3 separate regions of the Mus musculus genome follow, and regions 1 and 2 are each linked to region 3. A link is a contact called in public HiChIP or PLAC-seq data. All regions are on one chromosome and are shown on one strand. Each heading gives the region's core, a stretch centred on a gene start, on an enhancer-like site or on the middle of the called end of the contact. The rest is flanking DNA. Distances are from core to core; before and after follow the strand shown.

Region 1 (3,189 bases), core at 537-3,036, 130 kb after region 3:
GGGAAATGAGGCTATTGCCTGGGGTGCTTGGACTTAGAACCTGGAAGGTCTGTCAGTGTACTGGAGCATACTGAAGGTGAACAAACTCGTTTGTGCTTGGCTCCAGCCTGAGGTAAGGGGCTTCACCTTTTTTTTTTAAAAGATTTATCTATTTATTTTATGCATATGAGTACACTGCAGCTGTACAGATGGTTGTGAGCCTTCATGTGGTTGTTGGGAGTTGAAATTTTAGGACCTCTGCTTGCTGCTCACTCCGGCCCAAAGATTTATTTATTATTATAAGTACACTGTAGCTGACTTCAGATGTACTCATTGCAGGTAGTTTTGAGCCACCATGTGGTTGCTGGGATTTGAACTCAGGACCTTTGGAAGAATAGTTAGTATTCTTACCTGCTGAGCCATCTCACCAGCCTGGGGCTTCACCTTTTAAAAGAGCACTTTTGAATGTGTTTTGGGCCCTGAGACAGACCTGGGCCGACTTCAGGTTCTTTATCTCCTGGCCCAGTGGTGGTAGTGGTGGTGGTGGGTTAAGGAGTTAACTCTGTGCTTTCATTGTACCGCTCAGCCAGACTTCTCACTTCCTGTCCTGCTCTTTTCTCTTCCAAACCTTTCCTGGACTCTTAACGGCGGCTCTGCAGGTGGACAGTTGGCAGGAAGACTGCACTTGGCTGAGTTCCCTCCAAAGGACCTGCCCAACTCAGAGCTCTGGCTGAGCTCCCAGGGCAGATTTGCAGTGGGGGTGGGTATGGGGGCAGAAGGCTAGGCCTGGATCTTGTACTCAGTGCTGGGAATGTGCCATAAAACTATCTGAGTGCCCAGAGCAGCACTGGACAGGTACCCTTGCTTCTGCCAGCAAGGAACCCCCCATCTGTTGTGACAAGTCCTATGTCCAACATCTTGGGCCAAGACCTGGTAAAGTTGGAATGTCTGACGACTTGACCTTGACTTTACCTACCTATAACAAGTTAGCATCTTTCACTCATGGCTCCATGTATCTATCGTAGGTTGAAATCCTGGGACTTTGGTGGAGGGGCAATAAGAGTGAGTCAGATATGCTGGAGGTGACTGGCCTTCCCCACTTTTCACTTCCTTCCCCTGAACAGATTGGTTTTTCATTTGCTGTCTCTCCTTCCACGTTCATGCTGTTCATGAAGGCAGGTGTGAGTTTAGCATGTGGAGCCTTGTTCCCAGGCTTTAGCCCTGTCTCTGCCTGGGCTTTTTTTCTCCATTGTATAGGCAGCTCCTTCCCCAGATCTGGTCCAGAGACTCTGGGCTTCTCTGTTAGATTCTGACATCCATTAAGCCATTTCCTCCTCTGTTGATATTCTTTGTGCCATTCCCTGATCCACAGAGACTGCTGGTCCTTTATTTTCACTAGAGCTCTTCACTTTCTTCACAGCCGTTCGGCGTTTAGAAGACCACTTTAGGGAATATGTTGGCACTGGGACAGACCTGGGCCTCCAGGAGTAAAGATCGTTCAGGTCCAGCTATACCTCCTCAATTCACTAATCCCGGATTCCCCACTCCTACCCACCCCAGACCCTGGCGCCAGCACTGTCAGTCCTTGTGACCCTACCAGCACTAGGGACCCCTTTTGGTACCTCGCTGCCAAGGCTGCGTCCCACCTCTCGGTTCAGCCAATGGCACGCCTCATTTCCTGCTAGCCCCGCCCTTGGCCCCGCCCACTCGCTCATTCCCTAGGCCTCTCGTGCTCATGCCCCGCCCCGCGTCTGGAGCTCGGGTCCTACCTCCCTCCGCCACCCCACCCCCCGCCCAGCTCGGCGTTCATTGGTTAGTGCGGGCCGGAGGCGGGGTGGCGCGGGCCGGAGCAGGACGGCCGCCATCTTGCGCGAGCCGGAATCTCATCCCGCTCCTGCGGCCTAGAGTGCGCGCGAGTCGGTGGCGTTCTCTTGCCGCGGCCCAGCTGGATCCCTCGCCTGCCGCCCCTCAGCCCCAGGTCGGAGTCCGGCCTTCACCCACTCCTCTCGGCCAGGTCCGGCCTCCCCGCGGGGTCACGCGGCTGCCCCGGGGACGATGAACGGAGGATAAATGGTGCCCAAGGCAGACAGCGGTGCCTTCCTGCTGCTCTTCCTGCTGGTTCTCACTGTCACCGAGCCGCTGCGGCCAGGTGCGCGGTGCTGAGGGTGGGGGCGCGGTCGGGGGTGGGGCTGCGGACGTCCGTTCCCCCGCGGCTGCTGGGGGCTACTGCTCCTCGGCCCGGCACAGGCGAGGCCTGGCCGCGGGCCTCTGGGCGTCCCCTGCCCTGGCACAAATTGGAGTGTACCAGGGTTCGGAGCCTCGAGGATGTTGCCTTTAGACCCAGGTCCACCGAGCGCCGCGTGCTCTGGGACCCACTGGCCAGGAGCTGCGTCTCGGGCGCACCCTTCTGCTTGGCTGAGTGGAAGTCTTGGAAGCAGCTTGTGGAGGCACCTGGTGCCCCAAGTGTCCGCCCAATTGTGGCCTAGTGCCAGCGTTTCAGCCCTGGACAGCGATGTCTGGTTGCTCATTGCCACTTAGTGAAACGCTTTATCACAGAAGTCCAGCCCTGCCCAAAGGAGGTACTGGGAGTAAACTGAGTACCAGGTGCAGGGGAGAGTCCTTTCAGCGGTGCCTGGCACTTAGTGCTTTGTGTGGTGTGATTAACTACTTTTGATACTCCCTTGGAGTTTTGTGTGGTGGGGAACCTCAGGTCCCTTTTCTGCTTATTTCAGATACTTCTGAACTGTGCCCCCCCCCCTGCAAAAAAAAACCTTCACTGCACCCTACTTCCGCAACAAAGCCAGGTCAATTTATCCATCAGGCACAGGAATACCAGTACAGCCTCACTGTCCCTTTAGGGATCCCAGCAGGGATGTCTTGTCTGTGAACTTTCAGAGACTCCTCTGTACTAGGGCGGTGGTAAGTAGAGCTCTTAATGCTTTTAGCAGAGGAAGGTTCCCATGAAGGAATGCCCCAGGCAAGTCTTCTATGGGTGACATCATGACTGGGTGTCAGAACAGGTGGGTGCACCCTCAGCAGTGTCCTATCTCAGCTCCCATCCTGCAACATATTTCAATGCTTGGCTTTGTGCTTTTGTCCCATGTGGAAATGTCTGCCAGAGCCTCAGTGACCAAGCCCAAGACAACACTCAACTGAACAGAGCGTTTCCCTGGGCTCCAGGAAGGGAAAAGCCAGCTGCTCTGCATAGTG
Region 2 (3,209 bases), core at 643-3,142, 89 kb after region 3:
AGAACTCAGGTTCCACCCAGACTTCAGAGATGCCAGCATGCATGCCCTCAGCTTTAATTCTCCTGGAGGATCCTGTCTTCATGCCCTTCCCTCTATGGTTAGCTGGAGCTCCAGACCATGTGCTCTCATCTCTTGCTGACAGACAAACCCAGGGCCTGAGAGAGACTGAGCAACAAGAGGGACATGTGGAGAGCACATGAGGGCTGTGCTTTTACTCTAATGTGTGCTAGTGTTTGGCAGTTGGCACCCTGAAGTAGAGAGGGACAAAGGCCATCCATGGCACTGGGCCCTGGTGCCAGATGGGTAGGTAGAGGTGGGAAGGATCCCAGTTGTGACCAAGTGTGGCAGTCATGTGTCTAGAAACACTAGCACAGCCAGCATTTTTCTTACCTCCATGCCCAGCTGTGGACTGCTGCTGTGACCCACCAGGCTCTGGGAGAGTTCCTTCTCACGTGTGCTAGAAAGGGCGTTGAATTGAAAGCCCACCCAGGATTGCATGGAACAAGCCCTCAGAGGCTGTTGTATCCTGAATATACTGGGTGTAGTGAGTACTAACACTGGTGGGAGAGGAGGACAGGATGCCAGCTGGCCTTCACCAGCTGTTGTTACCTGAGCTAAGAGTCCAGTTGTGTGTGTGTGTGGGGGGGGGGGTGTTCCAGCTGCACCTCTAGCCTGGCCAACCTCCCACTGGCCCCCAACTGCCATCCCCATACTCCTTGCCTCCAGACATCTGCTGGCCCAGTGCCTTAGGCTCTGATGAGTGGAATTGATCCTGTTCCTTCTGCCCCTCGACCACACAATGGCATTCAGTACAAGTACTACAACCCACAATCCCCCAACCCGACCCCCCCCCCAAAAAAAACCAGCAGAAGCCAGACTAGCTATAGGCTCTCCTCTGCTATCCTACAGGCTTACCCTATTAATACTCTACAGCGCCTGCCTACAAGGAGCCTCCTTTGAGTGCTTTTGTTTATACTGGGTAATGTGTCCACACCCAACCCTCAACCCATTTAACCTTTTCTGGGAAAGGAATCACAAAGGACTCCAACTGGGAGGTACAATATCTGGGCACTCTGTTTTAGCTAAAGCCCTGTGATAGCTTCTGAGCCAACCCAGAGCTGGGGGAGATCACTGACCACCCCCAGCGACTGCTTCCTTTCAGACAGCAGGGAGGTGGACCCTTAGGCCTCCAAAGGTCTGCAAAGACTCCTGGGAGCTTCACCCCAAGCCGGCTAGGGCTGCCCCCTCCAGGCGGCTTTGAGGATATGTGTGGCAACAAAGACTTCTCAAGACTTTGAGCCTCCTGCCGACCATAAATATTAAAACATGTTTATCAGAGCAAAGCAGCTCTGCCTGGTGATTGTGTGGGTAGGCGGGACAAAGGCCAACTTAATAGGCCCTTCAAAGATTCGCTAGAAACTGAAAGGAAGGGAAACCTGCATTTGTCGGGGGAACCTGCCTAGGAAAATTCTGTTTCCGGACGAATCCGGGAAGGGCAGAGTGATCATCGCACTGCCCGGGAGGGTGCACGAAGGCCAAGCTCTGTTATTACAATAATTCAGAAGACTGAATTCACGCACCGGGGTGGATGTGTCCCTACATCGCCCCCAGGATCTCGAGGCCCACCTTAACCCCAAGGCGCGCTCCAGACGCACGTGTCTCTAAACTGCACCTTGACCCACTGCTACCCGCCTTGGCTTAGCGTTGCTGTCCGGAGACCACGCCTCCGGCGGGGTTCTCCGTCTCCCCGGAATCCAGCACCGGCCATTGGCTGCTCTCAGCTCTCCGCCCCGACGCGTGCCCCAGTGCATCCCGCCCAAGCCTCAGTTTCCCGGCTGGCACGGGGCGTGGCGTGGGCGGGGCTCAGCTCAGGCCACGCGGGGCGGAGCCCGGGAGCTGACGTGACCACCCCGCCTCCCGGACCAGAATTGGTCGTGGTCTCAGTAGCCTCCGGCTCCGCTGCTTCCCGAGAACCCCGCGCCGGAGGCTCGGACCCGAGGTCGACGCCGGGCGCCTCTCCTCCTGCCCGCTATGGCTGCGCCTCGCGGGCCCCGCGCTCTGTCGGCCGCCGCGCCGGGGTCCGGGAAGCCCAAACTGACGCACCCCGGGAAGGCAATCCTAGCAGGTGGGTCACTCGGAACCCCAACTCAGAGCCTGTCCGACAGCGCTTCCGGGTGGGCCGGGGACGCCCAGGCCCCGCCCAACTTCCGGAGGGGCGGAGGTGTCGGGGTTGCGACCCGGGACCCCTAAGTCCACTCGTCTGCTGTCGCTCAGAGTCTCTTGGGCACTCCAGGCGGAGACCACCGGGTGGGGGCGTGGGCATCGTCGGGACGCTGGCAGCGACGCGGGCAAAGTCCGGGCGGGGGAGGGGCCGCGCGGCGGCGGCAGCGGTGGCAGCGGTAGCGGCTGGGTCCACCGGGCAAGGGTGTCCCTAGCCCCAGGCATTTGGTCCCCACAGGCGGCCTGGCTGGAGGCATCGAAATCTGCATCACCTTCCCGACCGAATACGTGAAGACGCAGCTGCAGCTAGATGAACGAGCGAACCCACCGCGGTACCGGGGCATCGGTAAGGAGGGACTCCCGGGGGTGGCTAGGGGGACACTGCGGAGCAGAGGAGCTAGGGTCTTGACCGCGCCTCCCGTAGGAGACTGCGTGCGGCAAACTGTCCGCAGCCATGGCGTCCTGGGCCTGTACCGCGGCCTCAGCTCCTTGCTCTACGGCTCCATCCCCAAGGCGGCTGTCAGGTGAGACTCTGCTCTGTTGAAACGACCCGGAGGGAGTGGCCGCAGCGGGCCCCCTCACATGTCTTCTTCATTAGGTTTGGGATGTTCGAGTTCCTCAGCAACCACATGCGGGATGCCCAAGGTAGGCTCGACAGCAGGAGAGGACTATTGTGCGGTCTGGGTGCCGGCGTGGCAGAAGCAGTGGTAGTCGTGTGCCCTATGGAGACCATCAAGGTGAGGGATTGAGCCTTTCAGGGGTAGCCAGGGTATCTTCGGGCTCCCAGGTTTTAATGGCATGTGCCCCCATGGAGGCTGTCAAGGTGGGAAGGGTCCCCACACATATGCACCAGGTTCGTGGTAAATGGTGGCAGAAAGGGTCTCCTGTGGCGGCTCATGCGTAATAAAAGCATGAGCGAAGTCTTCAAAGCATAACTCACTATTCAAAGTCTAGGAAATAGCAAATGTAACGCTGGGGAAACCCTCTGA
Region 3 (3,385 bases), core at 831-3,330:
ACATTTCCTGCTTTGAGGTATGGGACATAGAGGAAGGGCAGAAACTAGCTATGTGGTCACTGCTATTTTAATTAGGTGTTGGACTAATTGTCTTATGCATGGGCTCACTGATTTTTCAGATACCACCGTCTATGAAGAGACCGCACAGTAGTGCCCTGATGAGGAGCCCTGGTCCATTTCAATTTTCTTTTCAGCTTTTTATTAACATTTGGTCCTCAAGCTGTAAAGAAAGCGTTGGCAACTTGAGTGGTGGTCTGGGTAAGTGGGAGAGGCCTTGTAACCTAAGAGAAAGCAAATGGAAGGGAGGCCCCATGGGACCTCTGAGAAACTGATCACTAGTTTCCATGATGGGAAGGTCGATGGCCCTTGCCAGGCATGACAATCGATACAGCATTTCATAGATGATGCCTCTGTTACTGCTCTATTGCTGTGAAGAGATGCTGTGGCCAAGGCAACCCTTATAACGAATGCATTGAATTAGGACTTGCTTGCAGTTTCAGACGCTTGATCCAGTATTATCATGGCAGAGAGCACGTCGCCAGGCAAGTGTGGTGCTGGAGAAATAGTGAAGGCTACATCCTATTCCATGAGCAGAGAGAGAAGGAGAGTGCTGCAGACCCTCTTGGTCCCTTGTCTGCGTAGAACGGGTCTCTGGTTACAGGTGGACAAGGAGTCGGAGAATGACTGACAGACAGACTCAACACAGGAGATTGTATAGAATCTGAATGTATGTCACAAACTGAACACCAGTCTTATATAATACAGAAAATAAAGGGGGTAGGATGTCACAGCAGGCAAAGTACATTGAAATTACCTGACACAAAACAAAGGAATGACTTCAAAAGGACTTTCAGGAACCAGGTAATATTTACAGTAAAGATAAAACAGCTCTGCTTAGGGTCAGCTAATGACAGGTAAGGATTTCACACCCTAGTCACAATTTGTGCTACTCCTTTGAGCCTTATGAAAGCTAGCACCAGGGGGTTGTGCTCTAGCAGACCTTCTCATGAATAATGCAATACCACAAACCTCCTATTTCCTAGGCCTTGGTAAATTCTTGTATGAGTGTAACTTGGCTGTTTTTTTAAGTATCTGTGGAGAATCTCCATTTGTCAGAAGAATTCACCAACTTGCTTCTAATATGCAATGTAGCCTGCTATATCTGGCTGTAGTGAAGATTCTTGTCTCAGTGGGATTCCCTAACTCTTACATGGTAAACCCACCTATTAGCTAGGCCATTGTGTATTCCCTTGTTTGGGTGAGACTGGTTACTGTCCTAAGTAATCACTCTGCAGACTAGCCCTGAGCTATTCCAGTTCCGCTCTTTCTAATGCCTAATTAGTTTCACCATCTCTACTAGAAGTAAATTTGAATGTTACTGAATAGGTCACCTTCTCACTGAATTCCTACTGAATTCCAAGTTTGTCGGCTTCAAAGATTTTTTAGGATGTTGGAACACTGGCGAAGGCTTAGCTATGTCAGAATTCAATCTTAAAAGGCATTTATAATAAAATAATACTAAAAGAGAGCACGTGGATCCATACACCAGACTAACTCAGGGATAGGGTATGAGTATACAAGTTATGAGAATGCCAAGGTTCCAGGAGGTGAGTTTCTCTGAAACTCTTTGCCTCATGAGTGCTTCCAGGCCTCTCGGCCTGCCAGGCAGGCTTCACTGGAGTGTGCGTATCAGGAGAGGAGGGAAAGATCGAGAAAGGGGCTGGGGGGGGGGGGGATGGAGAGAGAGATTGGGAGAAAAAGAGAGAGGATTTTGTGTGGGCTTTTGAAGCCTCAAAGCCCTCCCCCATGACATACTTTCTCCAACAAGGCCACACCTCCTAATCCTTCTAATTTTTTTCTGCTCCCTGGAGACTAAGAATTCAAATATATGAGTCATTCTTATTCAAACCACTACAGACAGGATGGTCAATGGCCCTTTCCAGGCACGGCAATACTTGCAGCATTTCATAGGGCGACAGCACTAGGTGCTCTTGAGGGATGGAAAGGGGTCTAAGCAACGTCATGGGTAAGCACTTGGTCCAAGGCTGTGCTGTGTCTAGAATTAGCTCAGTGTCTGGAGTGCTCGGCTGTATAAAGGGCTGACTCTGCCTTTCAGTTTTGCCTGAGGAGGGAGACTGCTGAGGCGTACGATGGGTGGTCCTTTATGTAAACTTTTTATAATGCCTTCCAATACTTTGGAGATGAAGTGACCACCATTACCTTAATCTGTATTTTCTATAAGGCCAGTCATGGCATGACTGGTTCTCAGATAATCAATCACACTCCCAGCAGTGGAATCTAGAAGGGGCGGGCGCCCCACAGAGGTGGTCCCCTATCATTAGTAATTCAGGTTCTCTGCCACAGGTATTTCTGTCAATCCTGCGTGGATGGTTCCCAGGTCAGAAGACCTCCCTCTGAGATTTGTTTTCTTATTTACCATCTTTTTGTTATAATCAGATGAGTCATATACACTCACACCTGTTTAGCAAGGGTGTAGATCCCCCACTCAGAGATAACTTCTTTGTCACAACACATGTAGCCTGAAGGCCCCAGTGACCTCACAGGACGGGTAGGAGTGTTAGTTAGTTCTCTGTTGCTGTCATAGAACATCATGACCAAGATAACTTATGGAAGCTAGAGTTTGAAAGACCCACAACGTTCTGACTCCCCCACGTTCTGACTCAGGAGAGGTGACACCCCAAAATCACCCACAAGAAACAGGTCTTGCTGCAAATTGCAAGAGGATTTTTATTCAAGAGCGCTCTCGGGACCATAGTCATACACCACGCAGGGGTAGAGGACCATGGCGCCCCGAGTAGCTGGGTAAGGGGGTATTTAAAGGAAGGAACCACAACTTAAGGAAGTGGGGAGGGCGTTGTTGGAAGATACCAAAGATACCAGTTAAGAGTCACAAGGAAGTGTAAAGTTACAAGAGTCACAAAGAATACCTGGTAATTGTTAACTCTCAAGACAGCTTCTAAGAGCCCCTAACAATAGCACATTTGCATTGCAGGTTCTGGGTGACTTTCTTTAAATGAGCACTCTTTGAACCCAGGAAGCGGGTGGATGGAGGAATGTCGCAATTTGCTTTATGATTAGCATACCTTTACAAAGGCCACATTCCCAAGCCTGGGCCTAAAGGCCTAGAATTCTGTTTTTACGTTGTTATACTTTCATTCCCCCCTTCTACTTGTTAGTAGTTCTAATCTTAGAACTAGACACTATTTTTTTCTGACATACTTGATCCTTTACTTTAGGGCATGGTACTGTTGTTTTAAAACTAAAAGCCACACTGTACTAATTTTTGTTTTAATAAAGGTGACTTGCCTATTTAACATACATGGACCTATAATTAAAAGCAGAAGCAAAATCAAAAGGGGTCCCA

The links. HiChIP or PLAC-seq counts read pairs in DNA pulled down with a chosen protein or histone mark.
Region 1: an H3K4me3 HiChIP or PLAC-seq map of embryonic stem cells shows a contact between it and region 3, with 4 times the contacts expected there. The contact joins the promoter of Dgcr2 here to the enhancer-like site in region 3. A contact is called at or near these places in 3 of 39 promoter capture datasets (3T3-L1-derived adipocytes, the C10 cell line and embryonic stem cells), 7 of 115 datasets of contacts at active chromatin or transcription factors (the 230-238 cell line, embryonic basal ganglia, embryonic stem cells and 2 more) and 1 of 9 other capture datasets (adipose tissue).
Region 2: a contact with region 3 is called in an H3K27ac HiChIP or PLAC-seq map of embryonic stem cells, with 12 read pairs. The contact joins the promoter of Slc25a1 here to the enhancer-like site in region 3. A contact is called at or near these places in 10 of 39 promoter capture datasets (3T3-L1-derived adipocytes, the C10 cell line, the HPC-7 cell line and 6 more), 2 of 15 datasets of contacts at CTCF or cohesin (the NIH/3T3 cell line and embryonic stem cells), 3 of 484 Hi-C or Micro-C datasets (the NIH/3T3 cell line, embryonic stem cells and forebrain neurons), 19 of 115 datasets of contacts at active chromatin or transcription factors (the 230-238 cell line, the HPC-7 cell line, the SCID.adh cell line and 8 more) and 4 of 9 other capture datasets (adipose tissue, embryonic stem cells, liver and 1 more).

The regions. Positions count from the first base shown.
Region 1 is chr16:17,890,325-17,893,513 of GRCm38.p6, reverse strand. It overlaps Dgcr2 (DiGeorge syndrome critical region gene 2), which reads left to right and starts at 1,786. Exons shown (of 10, transcript NM_010048.3): 1 at 1,786-2,128. The coding sequence starts at 2,050.
Region 2 is chr16:17,926,902-17,930,110 of GRCm38.p6, reverse strand. Slc25a1 (solute carrier family 25 (mitochondrial carrier, citrate transporter), member 1) reads left to right here and starts at 1,892. Exons shown (of 9, transcript NM_153150.2): 1 at 1,892-2,125; 2 at 2,459-2,566; 3 at 2,645-2,744; 4 at 2,819-2,957. The coding sequence starts at 2,032.
Region 3 is chr16:18,016,331-18,019,715 of GRCm38.p6, reverse strand. No RefSeq gene overlaps it. Among named protein-coding and RNA genes, the nearest start is that of Vpreb2, 37 kb to the right of the region's middle. Within about 2 kb of position 2,080, at least 9 of the 459 cell types and tissues checked have an H3K27ac peak or open chromatin away from gene starts, as enhancers often do. A contact at or near this core is called in embryonic stem cells and trophoblast stem cells, where this site is marked.